2 separate regions of the Ovis aries genome follow, and region 1 is linked to region 2. A link is a contact called in public Hi-C data. All regions are on one chromosome and are shown on one strand. Each heading gives the region's core, a stretch centred on a gene start, on an enhancer-like site or on the middle of the called end of the contact. The rest is flanking DNA. Distances are from core to core; before and after follow the strand shown. Region 1 has its middle 37 kb from the start of C10H13orf42. Region 2 overlaps RNASEH2B (ribonuclease H2 subunit B).

Evidence for each region. Hi-C and Micro-C count contacts between places; a contact is called where the count stands out from the background.
Region 1: a contact with region 2 is called in a Hi-C map of liver, with 2.3 times the contacts expected there. The contact joins two enhancer-like sites. A contact is called at or near these places in 8 of 16 Hi-C or Micro-C datasets (hypothalamus, liver, mixed tissues and 4 more).

The regions. Positions count from the first base shown.
Region 1 is chr10:20,817,554-20,824,963 of ARS-UI_Ramb_v3.0, reverse strand. No RefSeq gene overlaps it. Among named protein-coding and RNA genes, the nearest start is that of C10H13orf42, 37 kb to the left of the region's middle. Within about 2 kb of position 1,738, at least 3 of the 54 cell types and tissues checked have an H3K27ac peak or open chromatin away from gene starts, as enhancers often do. A contact at or near this core is called in liver, where this site is marked.
Region 2 is chr10:20,762,836-20,769,842 of ARS-UI_Ramb_v3.0, reverse strand. RNASEH2B (ribonuclease H2 subunit B) reads right to left here. Exons shown (of 11, transcript XR_006060939.2): 11 at 6,889-7,007. Among named protein-coding and RNA genes, the nearest start is that of RNASEH2B, 88 kb to the right of the region's middle. Within about 2 kb of position 1,967, at least 6 of the 54 cell types and tissues checked have an H3K27ac peak or open chromatin away from gene starts, as enhancers often do. A contact at or near this core is called in liver, where this site is marked.

The sequences.
Region 1 (7,410 bases), core at 489-2,988, 55 kb before region 2:
TTTCGTCCAGAAGGAAACTTGCCGGAGGTCACAAGGTTAAGTACGAGGACTGGGACTCAAACCCAGACCTGTGACTGTGAAAGCTCCTCTTTCTAATCGGCCACGCTGCCTGAAGCAAGGGCGAGCAACTGGCAACACAGATTTCGGTTCATAACAAGAGTCTGGGTGAGGATGTTAGTCACTCAGTCATGTCTGATTGAGCCACCAGGCTCCTCTGTTCATGGGATTTCCCAGGCAAGAATACTGGAGTCAGTAGCCATTCCCTTTGCAAGGGGATCTTCCTGAGCCAGGTATCAAACCTGAGTCTCCTGCATTACAGGCGGATTCTTTAGTGGGTGAGCTACTAGGAAAGACCTGTCTGAGTGAAAAGCAAGGCGCATTTCTGTAAACTTGGTTTTCCTGAGCTCCTGTAGAATGCCTGGTTCTGTGGAAAACACTGGAGGATGAATGACTCAGATAAGCCATTTTGCCTGGATGGTTTTGTAGTCTGTAGAAATTGCCTGTATACCTCGGACATGGGGACTACTGTCCAAGGCCCAAGGCAGACAGAAACTGGTATCATTTGCTCTGCCATAGCCGGACGGGGGTAGACACACCACAGCCCTGCCCCCTTTGCCTGCCAGGGCGTGGCCAGCCCTAGGACAGGTGGTGAGCACAGAGAACATCGGGTGGACATTGCCGGGAGGGGTGGGTAGGAACCAACTCCGGGGAGAGGGGTTTGCACTCTCAAGGGTGTGGCTGCATGTCCCAGGAAGTCAAGGTCAGTTTCAGCAGGGGCTCTGAGGCCACAATGCTTAGAGTTGAAGCCCAGATGCACCTGGATGTGACCTAGGTGTTTCAACATCAAAAAAAAAAAAAAGTAGCTAACCTCGTAGGGGTTGTTTGACAGGTTAAATGAGATAATGCAAGCAAGACACTTAGAAAAAGAGTGCCTGGTCAGCGGCGAGCACTGAACAGATGTAAACTGTGTGATAGGAGCCGATGCTCACTGTGTTCCAGAGGCGGGTGCTCGGTGGGCTGGGGAGAGGACCAGGGGAGGTAGGGTTTGCCTCCCACTGGACTGGACTGAGTCCTGGCTCTGCTGCTTCCCCGATAGCTCAGATGGTAAAGAATCCGCCTACAATATAGGAGACCTGGGTTCGATTCCTGGGTTGTGAAGGTCCCCTGGAGAAGGGAATGGCAACCCACTCCAGTATTCATGCCTGGAGAATCCCATGGACAGAGAAACCTGGCGGGCTCCAGTCCATAATGTCCCAAGGAGTTGAACACGACAGAGCACTAACATTCACTTTCTGCTGCTTGGGGCAGGCCATTTCACTTCTCTGAAACTCATGATAAAAGGTGAAGACCCTGTCTTTTAGGGTCTCCTAAGGTACCCCAAAGTACATAATAGGTGCCCAGGAGGTGTGATTCCCCCTCCAGAATCCAGGTGCTGCGCTGGGTCAGGTTATATGTGACATTCACAGGCGCCACTTTACCGCTGGTCGGATGACCCTGCCTTCCATCTGGAAGAGGCAGACGTTCCTCTAGGGTGTCTGCTCTGCCCAGAGGAAACCTGGCTCCCAAAATGAGCATCATTCGGTGGATGGCGTTGCCTCTGCTTCTGTCTCCAGACTGATCTCCCCAACACCCATTGTCCAGACCTGCCTGAAGGATCCCCCATACCCGCCAGTGACCAGCCTGGGACAGGGAGGGAAGGACAAGCTTTTGTTGATCGATTTTTGACTGTGAACCTTGTACCGTCTGAGCCTTCGCTCGACTGGTTGGCCCAGAGGAATCTATCCTGACTAAGAGAGTGGGCAGGGTTCAGGAAGTAACTGAAAATGACCAGAAATAGCGGGAGCAGTTAGGCATCAGTGGAGATAAGCCAGCAAGGTGCTGTCTGCCTGTGACAGGCAGCTGAATGGTGCTGCTTAGAGAAGGCCTCTTTCTATTTGCTAGCTGCCTATTTTGGGCTATGCTGGGCGGTCTTTGCCGCACGGGCTTTTCTCTAGTCGCAGCAAGTGGGGGCTGCTCTCTAGTTGCGGTGCGAAGGCTTCTCATTGCGGTGGCTTTTCTTCTGGGCTCTAGGGCTCACGGGCTTCAGAGCACAGGCTCAATAGTCGTGGTTCAGGCTTAGTTGCTCTGAGGCATGTGGAATCTGCCCAGATCAGGGATTGAACCCATGTCTCCTGCATTGGCAGGTGGGTTCTTTACCACTGAGCCTCCAGGGAGGCCCCTACGGAATGCCTCTTGCCTTCCCCTATGTATGGAACAGATATAGCATGACCAGCTATTAAATATCAGGGCTTTGATTGGTTGAGATACTCAACATATCTCTGTAAATCTAGAGGGGAGAAAACCAGCTTCCCATATGTATAGCAAGTAGATGCTATACAAGAAACTTTTCTCCCAGTTTCCACCTTTGGTGTGACCTCACTGTAAATGGTACATTTTTTCTTCCTGCCCCAGAAGGGCACTCCTCACAGCATCCCAAACAAGCAGGCTGCCCTGGTATCTACAGGAAGGTGACTGAGATATTTGAACAAGCGGTGAGGAAAGGTGCCAGGCAATCAGAGGAATGTGTCCAAGGACAGAGAACCAGGTGGGGCCATATCCCAGGTCTGTGTTGCTAGATTTCACCTCTTTAATCTTGAAGTCTCAAAGGATGTGTTTGAGCACTAGACACCTATGTGATCGCATTGGAAAGGCATCTTTAAACCAAAAGCAAAAAGTCTATCTAACAAGCTCAGCCCCCAACAAAAATTGCATATAACTCATAAAAAAAAAAAAAACTGTAGTGCAGAAAACTCAACTCATCAAGTGCAAATTAAGGCAAGATTATTTGCGTGCAAATATCTCCTTCAGGCTACATTTAAATAACAAGTTCCCTGGTGCTTTTAAAATAGAATTATAGCAAAAAAAGAAAACCCCATCAATTCCTAGACAAATTTTAAGAAGCAATGATCAGGTAAAATGAAGTATGTCTCCAGACTTAACGACATAAATTTTACTTTGTCTGAAATAATCAGAAACAGATGTTTCTCCTCGTTGTCTCCATTATCGCTCTCTCATATACCCTAGATTTATAGATTTCTAATCATGAACCACTCTTTCATAACCTCCTGGCTAAAACCTTTACCAAGACTTAACAGTGAGAAGCAACTAATAGATTAAGAAGAGTAAGTTCCTTGGAGTCATATAAACTTTTACTTTTTGCCTAGATCGTTTACTAGCTGTTTGACTTGGGCATGTTTATTTACTCAACAATATTCATTTAGTCCTTAGTATGTGCCAGCCAGAATTCCCAGCCTTGGGAATGGTGATCAAGGAAATAGATGAGGGCTCTGTTCTCTAGGAATATGTATTCCAGGGTGGGGTGGCAGAATATAAACAAGTAAATAAAAAATTAATGAAACGAAAATCTTTCAGATTGTGCTAGGTACCGTAAAAGTACCGGGTACTCAGACATACATATACACGTATCCATTCCCCCCCAAACTCCCCTTCCATCTGGGCTGCCACATAACATCGAGCAGAGTTCCATGTGTTATACAGTGGGCTAGGTAACCTTTTTGCTCTTAAAAACAGTCGAAAACCCCAAGAACTTTTGTTTATTTATTAGTATTTACCATATTAGAAATTTAAATTGAGAAATTTTAAAAAATGGCTGCTCATAAATTCATCTAAAAGAGCAAATTAATTTTAGTTTACTTAATAATGTAATACGCTTATTACATGTCAGCACAAATAACATTTATGTTTATGAAAAATAACATTATTCAAATAAAAAAATTAAAGAGTGAAGTGTCACTGTTTTTAGATTTTTGCAGTCCTTTCATGTTTGAATTGCTGGAAGACAGTTGAATATTCTCCTCTGCATCCTGTCTGTTGTGATGTGAGGTTTTGGTTGAGCGATGTGAAGAAAACATAGGAGGAAGTACTTTAATACTCTTTTTAGGTAATTGTGGAGATTCATTTAAGCCTCACCAAAGCTCCACCAGTGGTCGTCTCTCAAAGATCAGTTACAATCTGTGTGGATGTGTGTTCAGTCTTGTCTGACTCTTTGTGACCCCACGGACTGTAGCCCACCAGACTCCTCTGTCCATGCGATTCTCCAGGCAAGAATACTGGAGTGGGTTACCATGCTCTCCTCCAGGCGAATCTTCCCAACCCAGGGATGGAACCCACGTCTCTTGTCTCTCTTGCATTGGCAGGAGGATTCTTTACCACTGCACCACCTCGGAAGCCCACAGTTACAATATTGAGTGTGAAACCAATGACCTTGGTTTCAGTGACCTTGAAACCAAACACCAATGACCTTGTCCATACTCCATTAAGTGAAAGTTCCGTGGCCTGTGTTACCCTTTGAAATAAATCTTGTCCCATCATTTTGAGCTGTCATGCACTAGTCACTCGAAAACTACTAGCTCCCTGAGTTATGCAGATCTTATGAATGTTGACATGATACAGTACATTATACAATATCAAAATCACATTTGTCAATATCACCACAATCCCACCAGAGCCTCTTAGAATTGGGGAGCTAATGAGCTCACAGTAGCAGATGCAAGTTTTCCAAAATTCCAATTTTCACTTGAAAGCTTGAGTTTGATCATTGGCAACAAATTCTGTCAGTTATTTTCCTTGAAATGACAAGCTAACTTTGTTCTTTTTTAAATTTTTTTTAAGAAAATGTCTGCCAAATATCCAAGTCTGAGTAATCGTTATTTGTCTGTCAGTGGTTCTTTCAAGCAGAAATGATGTCCTATGAAAAAAGTGGCTAATTCGTCTCACAAAAGCAATCGTAGATGGGCTTTCCCTGAGGCGCCCCCTACACTTCTGTATACAGCAAAGTGCTTTCTGTGTACGCGTGCTTCCCACCGCGTCACGAAGAATGTTCAGAACAGGTAGACTCAGTGCCAAGATTTAATAAAGCTGACATTTTTTACTGCATCACAAAGAACAATCTGAAGTGACCCTGACCTTTGTTTTTTCTTTTTTTAAACCATGAATATATAGCAGTGAAGAATACAGTGACCATTTAGTACAGATTGATACCACTATTATTCAAACTAAGGCACCAATAGTTTATCCACCAATGCTTTTGCACCATTATCACAAATATCAACCAGTTACAAGGGCAAGTAACATCTTCATTTTATTATGAAAATGGTTTTGACTTCACAGGCCCCTTAAAGCATCTTAGGGACCCACAGGGGTTCCCTGGAATACAGCTTGAGAGCATCAGAGATGAAGCAAGAGAGTCTTTCTCAGTGAATCATGTCTGACTCTTAGGCTCCTCTGTCCATGGAATTCTCTAAGCAAGAAGAGCAGAATGGGTAGCCATTGCCTTCTCCAGGGGATCTTCCCAACCCAGGGATCCAACCTGGATCTCCTGCATCGCAGACAGATTCTCTACCATCTGCGCCACCAGGGAAACCCTTGGGCCACACGGCGACACTCAGATCTGTTATAAGAATTCCCCAGCTGCCATAAGGGAACTCTCGAAGGAACGGTTTCCCAGGCTTTAGAACCAATCTCGTTTTCTTGGCCTGAAATTTGCTACAAAGTTCTATTTATTTTTTCCTGTGGGCTTTACAGCTCACTCTGAACTCTTAGAAACCATTACATCAGGTCAGTCATGTTGAACAACGTAAGATCTATAACTTGTAATTCTTTGCCTTGCCAGGTTGAATCCTAGAAAGTGTTGCTGAGCAGTGGTGTCCAAGACTGGGGAGTCACTGGAGACAAGTGGTTAAAAGAATATAAATTTCCAGACCCCACCTCCAGGGCTCAGGAATCTGTATGTTTATTTTTCTCCCCAAGTTATTGTGGAAAAGGTGATCTGGCCCTAGTCTCCTGCCCAGATGTTTTGGGTGTCAGTAGCTGGAACCAACTAAAGAGAAACATACATTTAATGGCTGACTCTTTTAGGTAAATACTGACTTGTCGAAACTCCCGAATGTGTGTCCGTGTGGCCACCTACATGCGTGGCATTTATTTTTGAGCCGGGGTCATCTACCTCTTACTTCATTGATGTTTCCAACCCCCAATCTCGTCAGCATGTTTTCCGATGGCCATTTCTCTCTCCTTTTCTTCTTCTTACCAGAGGCTTTGTCATCTCATTGGCAAGATATCAATTAGTTAATTATTTTTTAAATTCTTGGGGAACATATTGTTTCTCTAAAGCGGATCGAATGACTGTATGCCAGTGTGCACTGACTCTGGGGAGGTGTTAGATGCAAGATTCTGGGATCAATAAACAAGGCTGACAGTCTCTGAATAACCCTCTCAGTCTGGGCATGTCTGGCATTCCACGAACGTACAACATATGCCCGAACCACATCCACCTTTGACGCCGTGAGCTCAGCCTACAGGAAAGAAGAGGCTGGCAGACTCAGGCAGGGATGGAGGGTGATGGCCACACGGCAGAGAGCACCCCACTTAAGGGAGAGGTGGTGGCTCGGACCCTCATCTGCCGGGGGCGGGGGGGCCCTTATGCAGCCTCTTGGAAGAGCTGGATCCACTGATGCTCAGGGGCCCCTGTGCCGACATGGACCCAGCAGGGAAAACACATTGACAGAGAGAGACTGGGGCTTCTGGTTCAGTGATTGCAACCGTGGGGACAGGGATCTCCAAAGTGTGTGTATGAGGGGGAGGAGCGTGGATTGAGAAGAAGGCGGAGAACACTGATTTCACCCACCACCACCTTTACAGATAAGGAAATGGAGGCCTACAGGGAGGAAGTAATTTTCCTTCAGAGCTCACTTGTGTCGGGGTGGACCTGGGACGTTTCCTGCCTCCCCGCCTCAGTGGCCGCCCCCTCCCACCCGCCCCCACCGTGGCCCAGACCACCTCTGTGTTCTCAGGACAGTCACAGCCCCTGCTGGCCACAGGAGAGCCTGCTTCTCATTGCCCCCAGGCTTTTCCCTTTGCTCACCCTATTGTATCCTCACCCGTACTCCCACGGGGCTTCCCTGTGGCTCAGCTGGTAAAGAATCCACCTGCAATGTGGGAGACCTGGGTTCCATCCCTGGGTTGGGAAGATCCCCTGGAGAAGGGAAAGGCTACCCACTCCAGGATTCTGGCCTGGAGAATTCCATGGACTAGTCCCTGGGGTCACAAAGAGTCGGACACGACTGAGTGACTTTCACTTTCACATACTCCTGCTAGAAATCTGGGACAAGGATTGTTATTCCATTTTGCAGTGAGGAAGGTGAGTTCTAGAAAGAGAAAGGAGGGTTCAGCCCAGGAAAAACTGGAAGGTTTAGGAGTGAGAAAGGATCTTCAAATACAGAAGGCTTGGGATATGGAGGTGGGACTAGCCCAGTCTGCCTTTCCCCGAAGGGCAGAACTAAGCAGGAGGCATATGCAGGGGATAGAAAAATGCAGGAGCTCTATGGGCTTCAGAGCCCAGATCCTTCATTT
Region 2 (7,007 bases), core at 718-3,217:
GAGTGCGGCCAGCCCACCAGGTCCCTTGTCCCTCTTCAGACTCGTTTCCTCTGCTGCTTCTAGCTGCGGCGTGGGGACACCTGGGTGGTGGTGAGCGCTGGACACGCTCTCGGAGGCCTGGGGTGCGGGAGGCTGAGAAGTGGTCCAGGGGTCTCTGCATCTGCCCTTGGTTTTGGTGAAAAGACAAGTATTTTTTAACCCACATGAAGGGCACCCAGAATTTTGCGATTCATTCTTGCCAGAACCTTACTTGTCCCCAGAGGCATTAACTGTCTTCCGGGAGGGCAGACTTGACTTCTGTGGCTGCCAATCCTGGGAGCAGGAGGGGAAGAGAAGGTGACAAGAGCTGAATTCCTTGCTCTGCTGTCCTTCTAGATGACAGCGGTATCGTGTTTCTAGAAATAGGGGGTGCAGCCTGTAGTTCACAGTGAGTCAGGATTAGACTGAATGCAGCTTTGAGAGATGTGGGTTCTTGTCCAGACTCTGCTGCTGGATGTCTTGGTACCTCAATTTCACCACCTGTAAAATGGGGTTAGTGGCAGCTGCTCCACTGAGCTCACAGTGAACTGCAAGAGCACAAAGCTGCCCTTGATATTCACAACAACAGTAACTACTAACATGTTATAGACCTTCGATCAAATGCTAGGCACTGGCCTTGCACGTATGTGACTCGTTACTTCTGCTCTTGGCAACAACCCCATAAGCAGCCAGGGTTTCCAGTCCCTGACTGACAGATGAGGAAGTCAACTCTGGGAGACTCAGTAGCCCACAGTGCTGGCACTGGCTGAGTGGGACACATTCCAGTGTTACTATAAGGTCAAAAAGGCAGAATAGCCAGGATGTGGACCCTGGAGCCAGGTAGAGCCCAGTCTGAATCCTTGCTCTACCATTTGGCAGTTGCATGTGTTGGGGGAAAGTTGCTTAACATCTCTGTGCCTGAAGTTTCCATCTGTAAAATGGGAGTAATCAGAGGACCTGCATTGTAGGGGTGTCATGAGGATTAATGACATATCCACAAAGCACTTAAAGTTACTGACATTTAGTTACCCCTCTGTAAATGTTATTTTCAAAATGTTCCTCCCGTTGAGTGGTCTTCTTGCTCAAGTGGGGCCAAGGAGAGCGGATCCACCTTGTGATTCCTGTGACTTTCCCTGTGTGCTTTTTTTTCAAAATCCTTCAGCCCAGTTGTGAGGGAGAGAAACCTGCCTAGAACTAGGAACATGGTTAGGTGGTAGCATTGCCTGAGAGATGAAGGGCAAAACGGTTGCTTGGTTGAGTAGTGGTTTTTTGTTTTGTTTTCGGAAGGAGAAAAGCTGGAGCCTGCGGCCCCAGCTCCCAGCTGGCAGCTCGCTTTGCCCCCTTGGCCCAGACAGACTATGCCAGTTTACTGCTCAGCTCCACCGAAGGCTGCCAGAAATGGCAAAGCAGGTGTCCCAGCCCTGGCTGAAAATGGGGTGGATTTTGTTCCATGTTTATTATGATCAAGGTAATCTTCTCCAGCTGTAACCGACTGACTACAGTCTGCATTTGGCCTCTCCTGGAGCCCACTATTTATTCTTCGGAGTGAACACTGGTGGAGACAAACTTCGGGTGCCCAGGAAACCTCGCCAGGCTGACTGTGAGCCCCTGCCACTCCCAGGGGAGCATTCTTTCTGGGTTGGAGCCCTTGGTGCCAGGCTGGGGGTGTGTGCACACTTGCTCAGAGGGCACATTAGATTAGCTGGCGGGATGCCTGCACCCACTGGCCCCTGCCAGGGCTGTGTGTGGGCACCAACAGCTGGTGGCCCGCCTCGTGGCCAGCAGTCCGAGGTCTGGTTGTCACTGCAGGTAAGACTTCTGTTTATGAGCAGCGAATGCTCTGCTAAGCCGGGGAGGTGGAGTGACTCTGGAGGCCCCCCCCCCACACCCACAACCTGTGAAAGGTTCCTTTTCCCCAGTAACCCTGTCTGGTTTTCCAGCCCCTTTCCCAGGATGCCATGGACTGGAATCCCAGGTCTCTGATCCAGCTCTCCTCGACCTTGTCCGGCAGGTCAAGGACTATTACAAAGTCTGGCCTCCAGCCCTCAGAGAGAGGTGGATATGAGGGCATGGCAACCCATTCTGGTCTTCATGCCATGGACAGAGGAGCCTGGCCAGTGGGCTACAGTCCAGAGAGTCGCAAAGAGTTGGATACGATTGAAGTGACTTTGCAAAAATTTGAAAACACCATCCACTGTCCTTCCCAAGGGAGCACACAGCTTAATCCCACCGCTTTTAAACCCACCTCCAGCCTCTTACACACCACGCCCCTGTGGACAAGTTGGTGGGTGTGTGCAGAGGGGCTAACAATGTGCCAGGGGTCTCTCCCACCTCCCACGCCTTGGCGTGGCTGTCCCCTCTGTGGACATCTGAGCCTGCCTTTCCGAAGCCCCAGCCTGGCCAGGGAGCTGGCACCTCACCCTCCTCTGGGCTCTGACCAGTTTATTCTTCAGTGCAACCCAACCACCACCACCGCACCCCCCGCCCTCTCTTCTTTTTTCATCCCTTCTTTTCCAACTTTCCTTCAGCTTGAGTTGTATGTGAGAGAAAGAAGGCGAATCGTGTGCCTGGCTGAGGCGTGAGATCATTTTTCTCTCCTCTTAGCACGCTCACTGTCTGCTGGTCGGGGTTACTGGAAGAGGGCGGGAAAGATCCGTTTCCACAGAGAGCCATCTGGCTCCACCAGACTCACGCTGATGCTAATCTGCTGGTTTCTTTTTCTTTAGTCTTTTCTTTTTTTGTTGTTGTTCCCAAGGCACACTTCATCTGCAGCTGTAAACTCAGACCTGGTCCATCTGAAGGCGAGCATTCATCTGGTGCGCATTTGTTATGGCATCAGGCCCCCCCCCCACCCCCGCACCCCTGTCCCCTTGTAGGTGTCGGGACATCACTGTGATCATTGGTGGGTCTATGCGGTAGTAACGTCAGGGCTGTACTTTCAAATGGAAATCAGGCAATTACGCTGCACACACAGAATTCTGACAGATGCAGGGGTTTTACACCACTGGCTGTGTCATGGGGACAAAGGCAGCCCGCACTCCCAGGGGATGGTTAAATAAACAGAATATGTTTCAAGAGCGCAGAGAAATCCAGGAATAATTAACTGCATGATGAGAGTTCATGGATCCCGTGGCGGTTTAACTTCAAAATGTGATAATGATATGTCAACGAACCACTTAACTCATCCTTGTAAAGGCGCCATCAGCCCACCCGTCACATGTGCAATTGAAACAGAGGAGCTGCTCTGCACATCTGTTTTCCAGCTTCCAAGTGCAAAGCCTTGCAGTATTTTCTCTTGTTTGGCTTCCCGTGTACAGAGGGCTGTAGTGGGCTTAAGGAGAAGAGGGGCTGGTCATGGCCTGGCGTCTACCTGATGGAGTAGCTTCTGGTCAATAGGCAGCGTTAAACACAGGCACTTATGCAGGAAACTATGGTGGTAACATCATCGTGGTGGCTGCTGGGCCAGTAATTGTTACTGCTGGGCACCAGTACGATCCTGTGTGTGTGAGGTAGGTCCACGATTACCCACATTTTACAGATGGGGAAATGGGCACAGAGTTAAGAACTGGGCTTCACTTCTGGCCCTGCCCGACTCTGGTCTTAGCTCTTGGCCAGTGGTTTGTACCTTCCTAACACATCAATAACACACAATAGCTCGTGCACCCTTAGAAAGCACCTACATCACATGCATAGAGTTGGAGTGACTCACTCCAGTATTCTTTCTTGGAGAATCCTAGGGACAGAGGAGCCTGGCGGACTACAGTCCGTGGGGTTGCAAAGAGTCGGACATGACAGAGTGACTAACACACACACATACACACACAGGAGAGACCTAAAAAAAAAAAGACGTTGAATTTTCCCCCTAAAATATCCAGCTGTTTAAACAAATGGTTAGTTTGGAGCCTGAAACATGCAGTAAGATTTACTGCTCAATGTGTCCCAGACCGGATTGGAATGAACCATATTACCAAAAAGTCAGGTGTCCCCAAATCCTAGCTGCTCTTCAGTGTCCTGGAGGAAAAAACTCCGAGCAGGCTTTGGTCTGAGGCTCTGGACTTCACAGCCTGTGAGTTCCCCCCACTACGTCATGACCTTGGACTAGGCTAGGCTGATGCCAACGGGAACTGAGAAAAAGGAAGGACATTTTATCTTCTATAAAAGGCATCTTGTAAACTAAGCATAAGATAAAATAAATAAAATAGGTTTATGTGGGAATCTCTAATGCCTTCTCAGATCAACAAATGCCAATGAGGTCCCATGATAGAATATATCAATCAAATAAAGCAGGGCATGTCCAGAAACGTCCACTAGTTTGCCAGCGACTAATAAACACCAGTCCAATCGTGACTTGTTTTACCTTATTCACGGGTAGAAAAACTTTTAAGGAGATCCGAAATCATTTAGGGCATTAGCTTCGTCAGGAAAAAATTTCCGCTTACAGAAAAGCTAGTTTGACTTTCTTCATCTCTATTGAACACATTTGTTTGGAAATACTCTTATAAACTTGCATTGCAGGAATGAAAAACATCATTAAAGTATCTTCTTCAATAAAGGCCTGAATTTAAAAGGGTTGAAAACATGACTGACAAGCAAAAAGGAGACCAAAGTCACAAATTATTCAAGAAATGGACCTCTCAGGAGCTCAACAAAGCAAGGAGAATATCATCTTGTGGGTGGAACCGGCCAGACTGAACCACCCCCATCACAGGAAGGCCTGATGAGCACTAGCAAACTAAAAGGAAAAAAATCAGAGCAAAGAAAATGGGAAAACCAATTAAAAATCAGGAACTTCAAAAATTTTAAATCAAGAAGTAAATCAAGAGGCTGCCTCAAAATATATTGTCATAACTAATGTGATTCAACTGGCTAACGTCTGTGATGAATTATTAGTGTATCCTGCCACAAAGAAAACTGTCATTATAAGTTTTTCACACATCAAGAAGTTTTTTTAAATTAAGCATTTGACCAAAAGCACTATCAGTTTACAGAGAAGCCTCTAACAGTTTCTCAAGTGCCATTTTGAAAGGTCAAGACGCCCAAATTTCCAGGGATAATTACTTGAACCTGAATAGTCTATGAATTTGCCTGCGATTAATGAGCATCAGAAATTTACACACATGCATAAAATCATTAGTCCGTTTAGCTTCCCAAATATCAAAACACATTTAGAAAACCATTCAAAATTTGTGGCCATCAACTGATGATAGAAAACAATTCAAAACCCTCTGATTAAAAAGGAATTGGTTTTACCTTTCCTTCTCTTTAACACACTTGAAAATATTATAATCTTGTGATTGTGACTATTTCAAAGTGATTGTGATTGGCAAAATCAGAATTGGTTTTGACCCAGCTCTTCCAAAAAATGTGTGTGTGTATTTATGTATTAAGCAAACTCTCAGGTAACGTATGTATGGTGACTCTATGTATGTGCATATTCTATTACCACATCTTTTTGGCTGTGCTGGGTCTTAATTGCAGCATGTGGGATCTAGTTCCCTGACCAGGGATTGAACCCAGGCTCCCTGCTTTGGGAGTGTGGAGTCCTAGCCACCAGACCACCAGGAAGTCCCCACCTTAACATCTTAAGAGAAGTAAAGCAAATTGCTGGCCAATGAAAGTACCGACAAATCAGTACTTGCCTGCAACAGTGCAGGAAAGCTTTCCATTAACCATCCTAATAAAAACATATCAAACTTCTTCACACGTGATCATGGGCAATGTGAACTTTGAAAAACCATGCCCTTTATTGAAAGAAATAAAATGAGACGGGGCAGACCACATAAAAACCAAATGTGGGATTTTTCAGATTTCAGTCTTCGTACCCTGGAGGAAATCTATTTAGACTGAGCCACGGTTACTCATGGAAGTGTCACAGTTCTCAGCTGGACCAGGGTGGAGAAATGGTTGGAAACCTCTGATTTAGATCAAATGTCAATAGTGGTCATCGTTAGGAACAAGAATTATGGGTGACTTTGTTTTTCTCCTTTATGTGTTTGAGTTTTCCAAATGATAATGTAATGGGCTTTCAGTGAGATACTGAAGTGAGGGGGAGTGGAGCCAGGCCACCAGATTTGGATTCTGGTTCTGCTGCTCATTGACGCTCAGTTTTCTCTCTGAAGAATGGCAACCATCACACTGCCTACATCAGAAAGTTATGATCATTAGCAAGATAATGCTAGCAAGATAATGCTAACACAGGGCCATGTACATTAACTATGCCATAAAGTTAACTTTTTCAAAACAATCGTGTCCAGCCCCCGTCTGTATGGTTTCTTACAAAAACAGGAAAAAAGTAGAAATCTTGTCTCACTGATGAAGACTGTTATTTTCATGTGCCACATTGCCTGATTTCCAGGTATAAGTGAGGACTCCCTCCAGTTCCTTCTCCGATACGCTTCCCTGTGTTTTTAACTTGTAACACTCAAAGCAACCTGAAACTCATTTCTTTATATACTGGAATCAGCCATCATGTTGATGTTAAGTCACCAATTAACAAATGGCTTGTGAAACTGTGAATATTTAACGAATGGCTTTCGTGAGCCAGCACACCACTAGCTATCTTCCACTTTGACAATGTTAACATTTTAAATTGCACTTTAAAGGATAGTTTGGGGTTGACAATGAAGGACAAGGGTCATAACCTCAGGCCACTGCAAGTATGACAGTTTGTAGGCAATATTACCAGCTGTAACTAGCCATAACTGATGCACTATTTTCTGAGTTGATTTTAATTATCAACTCAGAGGTAACTAAAAGAGAAGGTAACTGAAAGAGAAGATTCCTTGAAAATATCTAGGATTATAAAACAAGTAGGCCCGGATGTTACTTTCCCATGTAGCTCCAGCGCTGTAAGGAGCAAGGTTGAGTCGCTTTGGATTTAAGATCCGAGTATTTTATTTGTCAATTCACTTCAAAAGTCGAAATAATATAGAGGGTGTATATTACGAGGTCTCTCTTCTATCTCCATTCCTGCACATCCATTGTTCTCT